2 separate regions of the Mus musculus genome follow, and region 1 is linked to region 2. The links are chromatin contacts, called in public capture Hi-C maps. All regions are on one chromosome and are shown on one strand. The core of a region is the stretch at or near the end of the contact, and the rest is flanking DNA. Distances in the headings are between cores, read along the strand shown.

What was found. Capture Hi-C pulls out chosen DNA fragments and counts their contacts.
Region 1: a contact with region 2 is called in a capture Hi-C map of embryonic stem cells, with 2.8 times the contacts expected there. The contact joins two enhancer-like sites. A contact is called at or near these places in 1 of 115 datasets of contacts at active chromatin or transcription factors (embryonic stem cells) and 1 of 9 other capture datasets (embryonic stem cells).

Annotation. Positions count from the first base shown.
Region 1 is chr10:35,149,303-35,152,732 of GRCm38.p6, forward strand. No RefSeq gene overlaps it. Among named protein-coding and RNA genes, the nearest start is that of Gm26341, 39 kb to the left of the region's middle. Within about 2 kb of position 1,594, at least 5 of the 459 cell types and tissues checked have an H3K27ac peak or open chromatin away from gene starts, as enhancers often do. A contact at or near this core is called in embryonic stem cells, where this site is marked.
Region 2 is chr10:35,014,481-35,017,790 of GRCm38.p6, forward strand. No RefSeq gene overlaps it. Among named protein-coding and RNA genes, the nearest start is that of Gm26341, 96 kb to the right of the region's middle. Within about 2 kb of position 2,056, at least 9 of the 459 cell types and tissues checked have an H3K27ac peak or open chromatin away from gene starts, as enhancers often do. A contact at or near this core is called in embryonic stem cells, where this site is marked.

The DNA of each region.
Region 1 (3,430 bases), core at 344-2,843, 130 kb after region 2:
AAAGAGAGAGAGAGGCTGGCCATGAACAAGAGGAGACAAAGGAGGAAAGGAGAGAGAGAGGAAAGGCTAGAGAGAAAGAGAGAGTAAGAAGTAGAGAGTGAGAAGAGAGAGAGAGGAGAGTAAGAACAAGAGAACAAAAGAGTGAGAGAGCAAGGAGGAGCCAAACAGCTCCTTTTAAAGTGAACTGCTATCTCTTCTGCTGCTAGGTTACTGGGGAGGAGTTTAGCCTGAAGGTCAGAAGCTTGGAACATTGCCTAGGCAACCTAGCCATGCTTTTTTTGTGTGGGCTGAGGAGGGTGGTAACTTAGACAGAAGCCAGAGTTCTAGGAGACATGAGAGAACTTCTTCTGTCCTATGTAGGAAAATTATGACCACTGGGTCCCGGGGTTCAGCATCTCAGTTCAACTGGAGACCAGCCTGTCTGTGCATAGCCTAATACCCCCCAATACTGTAACTCCCTGAGCCAAGCATATGCAAACCATCACAAAATGGAAAGGGAAGATAATGTGATTATATTTTAATTTACAAAAATAGTGTTGAATAAAGAAGATATGTTGAGCTGCATAGTGCACTGTCTCTCCCATTCTAGAATGACTCATTCATTTGTATTGAACTATAGACAACTCAAAATTTCAGATAATCAACATAGTGACATTGAATTTCTGATTTAAAATGGTTGATACTAATTTCAAAGCCTACCCTGAACTTTACAAATATTCAGTAGATACTAACACTCTACTATTACTCTATGTAGGATACTAAAAACACAAAGGGGTACAAAATATTAATTCTTTGGAATCAGTTATGGTAACTGTCTTGGAGAGAAATTAGTTTATAAATGAAATTGTAAAAGTAAAATTTTATGAGAAGTAGTGTTCTTATTTGAAATGAATGTTTTCGATTTATAGGATAATATTACTTCAAAATCACCAGACAAAATGAATCCAGTTCCTAGTTACTTGCATGACCATTTCAAAAAATGCATGATGAACAATTGCCATACCATTTTTATAATTAGACTGATGTTAAAACAAACATTTCTTCTGTTTTTTCCTTTGATAAGTCTATAAGAAGCATATAATAATTGCATTTATTTTTTCAAGTTCTAAAAGTATTGCATGTGATAGTGATAGTCAAAATATTTTCCCAAGATCTAAGGTAAATATATATATATATATATACATGTAATATGTAATTTATATATTATATTATATTATAACCATAATATATACCTTCATTACATTTGAGTTGTTTTTTTTTTTTAACTTGGTAGCATGATAAAAAATATAAAGATACATTATTAAACATCTATGAAGCTAGATACCCGGACCGCGGCTTACAAGGACCGGGTACACCTGGGAGGCAAGCTGGTGCTGAAAAAGACTTAGATGGCGAGAAAGATAATGGAGTCAAGAGAAAGGTACTGATCAAGGCCCACCAGTTTACTAAGAGAGTGTGCTTATAAGGGGGAAGGCCCATCCCCCACCAGTCCATTCTTGGTGTCTGGAACCTGCAGGTGACATGCAGGATAGGATGTTCCTCGGGAATATCTCAGGGGTCTCTAAGCAGGTAGCAGTGTCTTGGAGAGAGTAGTGGCAGATGACAGAACAAAAGATCTATCTAGGTCAGAAGGCTCCACCCAAAGTAATCTCCTTCTTAGTGGCAGCAAGGTCAAAGTCTGGATCAGCCTGCTTCAGGCTGGGGGAACCTACGATTCCTCGCTGATTATATAATAAAAAATAGCAGGACCGAGGCATAAAATTTATTTATGCTCCATAGTCCTGTTTGGGAATTATGGTGGCTGGTGGCTGTGCCTGTCTTAGGAATTCTCAGATTTTCCTGAACTATTCAGATCCATCAAAGAGGATTATATTCAGTTTGTTTCTGTTTATTTTGCACAAGCATGGCTCTGTGGTGTATTATTAATAAACCACTGTCTCTTGGCATATACCTCTGTCTTAGATTGATATGGCTCCGAAATCTGGTTGCCTGTCATTGACTAACTGGCCCACATAGCACATCTTATTCTCAAATCAGACCAAAGCCACAATATGCTTCTTCATGTTGATTAATTTCTGCCACCCGGGCTTGTTGGAGGCAAGGCTGCATGCTTGTTGAAATCAGACTGTGAGGCATTAACTGACCTGCTTGAAAAACAAAGCTGTGACAGTGAAAAACAACAGGATAAAAGCTTCTTTGTGGAAGCCCAGGTACTTTATTCAGTTGCAAATTAGCAACGATCAAGCTCAGGCTCTGGCCCCCAGGTGTCAGGGAGCTGGCTTTGAGAATTAGCAGAAAGGCCAGAGATTCTCTGGAAGTGGAGGCTGTGATCCAAATTAACTTTGCTAGGTAATTAAGATTTTTAGCTATCTTCAATAGGAATCTCTAATATTGGAATTATTACTAGACCAGTCCAAGATTGAGTTAGAATAACTGGTCACATTGAAGGAAAGAGAAGCATCATTATAACCCTTTCTAATGACTAATCTTTCTAAGTCAGATTCCACAGTCTTTAACGTTCTATGTCCCATAAGATTAAAAATCTGGGACAGAGGCAAGCAAAGGTGGGTCAAAACATATAACCAATTCAGCTTTCTTGTCACCAATGTCAGGGCACTCAGCGAACTCATAGGTCAGCTTGTCACACGGATCCTTCTGACAGTTGTCATACTTCTGCAGCATTCTGTGGAGAGAACCTAAGCTTTCCCCTTTCCCCAGTAGGTTAGCTGTTCAGGAACAAGCCATATGCCAATAAGTAGATCCTTTTCATCTGACCTAGAAATGATTGTGTCTAGTTTTATGATACTATAAGGCATTTATTAAGTTCTTTGACATCCAAATTTCAAAATTCTTAAAATAAATATATGATTTAAGTAATGTGCATGGGGATATAAACCCTCCTCTTCTTTGTTTTTTAAGAAGCTATACTTTAATACCTTGTCTTAGAGAATTATTAAACTGTTGAAAAAACATCTCAAAAACTTGACTGTTATAGTCAGTTTTAATATAACATGGGCAGTGACTTACTACACTTTCATTTGTTTCTCTTGAAGAGTGGTTGTAACTAGAAAGCTTGAAAAGTTATTAATAGTCACATGTGCATAATTTATTTATTTATTACTCAGAAATAAGAGCATTCATTTGCAGCAAATGATTAAGTATAGGTCCTCAAGAATTAATACCATTATGTGAAAACAGGTAGAATCTGAGGACACCAAGAACAATTTTTTTTTTTTTAATTTGACATGTACATTTAAAAATTTTATCAACCTATCTTGAGGATAATGATTATTGATAGTTCCTATAAATTGTATTTGAGCAAGCTATCGATCCGTACTGTTCTGCTTCAGCCAAGTATCTTGTTCTGCGCTGTAAGGCTGAACAATGATATTTGGCTCTTTGCCTAAATAAGTTAGTGCCTGTTTCCTTC
Region 2 (3,310 bases), core at 806-3,305:
TTCATAAATTTTAATACCTTCTCTTCATATTCATGTTAGTATTGATGTAGCTTCATGTTCTTTTATTTTTCAGTTTTAAATAAAAAGATTTGTGTTCAAAATATGGGTCCATGTTACTATGTAAACAACTGAGAATGATTAATGGACCTGTTTAGAAGTAGTTCCTTGGGATGACTCCAATCTTCATTTGTCAGAATACCAGCAGTCCAGTTCAGTAGTGTCAGGAAAGCCAAAATGAATCAGCAGTAGCACAATCCAGAGAAACCACCAGGCCTCCATCAAAATGGCATGAAACAATGGGACTGACCAGGACCAGTACCAGCCATGATGCCATGAAATGTTATATGCTGTGCCTCTTTCAGTGAGGTGAAGATCAGTATAGATAAAGATGTGAGACCAACAAAGTGGAAGTGTTGCAAATCTACCTATACAAGCATGTGGTCATTGCCAATGAGTCCTATTTATACGTTCTTCAATGATCACATGTTCTCCCACAGGCCTTGCCTCAGCAAAACACTACTTGATTCTGTTTAGCAAAATATCATTGAGTCTATATCACCTGACATATCCAGAAATGTCCATCTCAGTTTCCACCTTAAAAATTGTTGTTTAAGAAAACTTAATGTTGAAAATCCTAATGTTGTGATGTTTTGTTTATAAGTCCTCAGATTATTTTTTTATGAGATAGGATAATCAGATTTAATACTTGACCTAATAATGTAGAATACATAAACTAAAACGAGGCCAACTTCTGAAATATTGAATTGATATATACATATTACTTTAGTATCTTTCAATGATGACTTTAAAAATTTGCAGTAGTTGTTCGAAGATGATACCCTGACAAAGGTTACCTCCATCTCAATGTCAATACAAACTGTATGTCTAAGCTTATAGACTTAATTTGTTCTGTACCTTTATTATTCTGATTAGTATGTAGTGAGGAGATTTTCTTTTCTAGTGCAATCTCTTTGGTGTTTTGTATGCTTCTTGTACCTTTAGAGATATCTTTTTCAGGTTAGAAAATTTTCTTCTGTGATTTTCTTGAATATGGTTTCTGGGCCATTGATCTCTATTTCTTCTCTTTCCTCTACATATACTGTTGTTAGGTTTGTTTGTTTTTTTTTTTTTTTTTCTGGATGTTTTGTGTCAAGAGTTTGTTTAGACTTAACAGTTTCTTTGATCAATGTATCTATTTCTTCTATAATATCTTCAATGCTTGACATTCTCTTTTCCATTTCTTGTATTCTGTTGGTGAAGCTTGCCTCTGTTGTTTCTGTTTGAATTCGAAAAATTTTAATTTTCAGAATATCCTCAATTTGGCATATATTTGTTGATTCTCTCTCCAATTTCAAGTCTTATATAGTTTTATTAATTTTGCTGTTTGTATTTTCCTGGATTTCTTGAAAGTGTTTTTTCAATTCATACAGCTGTTTGTCTGCATTTTCAAGAAATTCCTTAAAGAATTTACTAATTTCCTTTTTAAGGACGTTTACAATATTAACACAGGCTGTTTAAAGTTATTTTTCTTGTGCTTTAACAATGTTAAAATTTTCAGGGTTTGCTCTAATAGGATAGTTGAGCTCTAATGGAGACATTTCTCAGGCTGTTACTGATTGTGCTTTTACACTAACATCTAGGCAACTGGGCCTGGGATGATTATAGGTCTAGGTGCTGGTTTCCTAATTTGTCTTCATTGGGTGGGTGTTTTGTACCTTTGTTTCTGTTTCTGCTTCTCTCGATTTTTGGAAAGTGTGATGGATATGTGTTTCCTGGTAGGACATTTTCTTTAGACCTGATAGTGTAACCCCACGGAGTTTAGGGTGAAATGTGTTTTGGATATTGGGAGCTGATATTTAGGAATGGAGATAGACTAAGCAGACAAAGGAGTTTACAGGAAGGAAAACAGAGTATTCAACCAGGATCTGCTCATTTAATCTTTTTGAAGTAGGAAGAAACAGTGAGAAGTCAGCTTAGAGGGTCTTCTATAGTGCTGGGAATGAAATTAGGTTATTTGTTCTATGTTGTGGATAGTCCTAGGGCTGCTTGTATTTTGATGCTAATTCTGCTTTTCTGGGAGAGGTTGTGAACAAAGTAGTCAGATGACTTCCTGTGAACCTTCTCCCCACCCTAATTTGTAAAATAAAGGCTAGAGCCAGTGATTGGGCAGGAGAAGGGGAGGTGGAGCTAAGAGTCTGGGAGAGAAGAAGGGGAAGAAGAGAGGATGGTGGAGGAGGAGTTGGAAGGAAAGTAGAGCAGAAGCATGCAGCCTGAAGAAACAGCAAGTTATAAGGGGTCTCAGAGATGGGGACGACTGTAGTGTAGTGGTAGATATTCCTAATCTAGGTGTGCATACTGTATTCATATTATTTGTATTTTGTGGGGTTTTTGTTGTTTTTTTGTTTTTCTGTTGTTATGTTTTTTGTTGTTTTGTTTTGTTTTGTTTTGCTTGGGCTTATTTGAGTTGGAGATTTACCGCAACAAAATAGAGCCCAACATATTGATTTGAACTCAACTAACCTGAGATAAAAGTTCAGGGCCCCCAACCCCCGAATTAGGCTCAGGCAGTGATCTAGGGTGCAGCAGTATAGATTGAAAGCTGACTGGGTCTGAGTGGTCTACAGAGAACAGCAGAGAGGCTCCCTCCCACAACATCAGACAGCACCTGAGCCTGGCACTGGGCTTGAGGACTGCCATGTAAGATTTGTAGGGAGAGACAGGTGATCCTAGAATACAACTGCCTATGACGCAGTTTTAAGGCAGACACAATAAACTGACTTTTTGCCCGGGAGAGCCTTTTTGTGTTTGCTTCCCCATATCACCCTCCCATCCCCATGTCTAGTACAGCCGGCCTGGATCTCTGTACTGCTTGCTTTATGCTGAGAGTTGCCTGAGATTAGCACACAAGCATACACTGCCAGCTGCAACCCAAACAGGGAAACACCCAGCCCCTTCCTGTAAATAAAAGAATCAGGAGACAAAGGTACAAAGGGCTCCAGACCAGGTAATAGATTGATACTTAAAGATGAGAAAAACAATAAATATCTTTTGAGCTTTATGTGATGATATTTTGAATGGTTTGACAGGGATGGACTTATAGGAAATAGACACCTTATCATTTACTGGTATTACACTATTTATTCTTTTGATTTAGTATGTCTTCTCAAAAGACAGGGCTCTAGGAAAAATATTCTTGTTTTAGAAAAGAAATTATAAGTAACACTAGTAAGGTTCAGGATATTATTGGTCAAAAGAAGCAAAGTTTAGTGGATAATTTATTAAAGCTAGTGAAAAAGTATAACATAAAAAC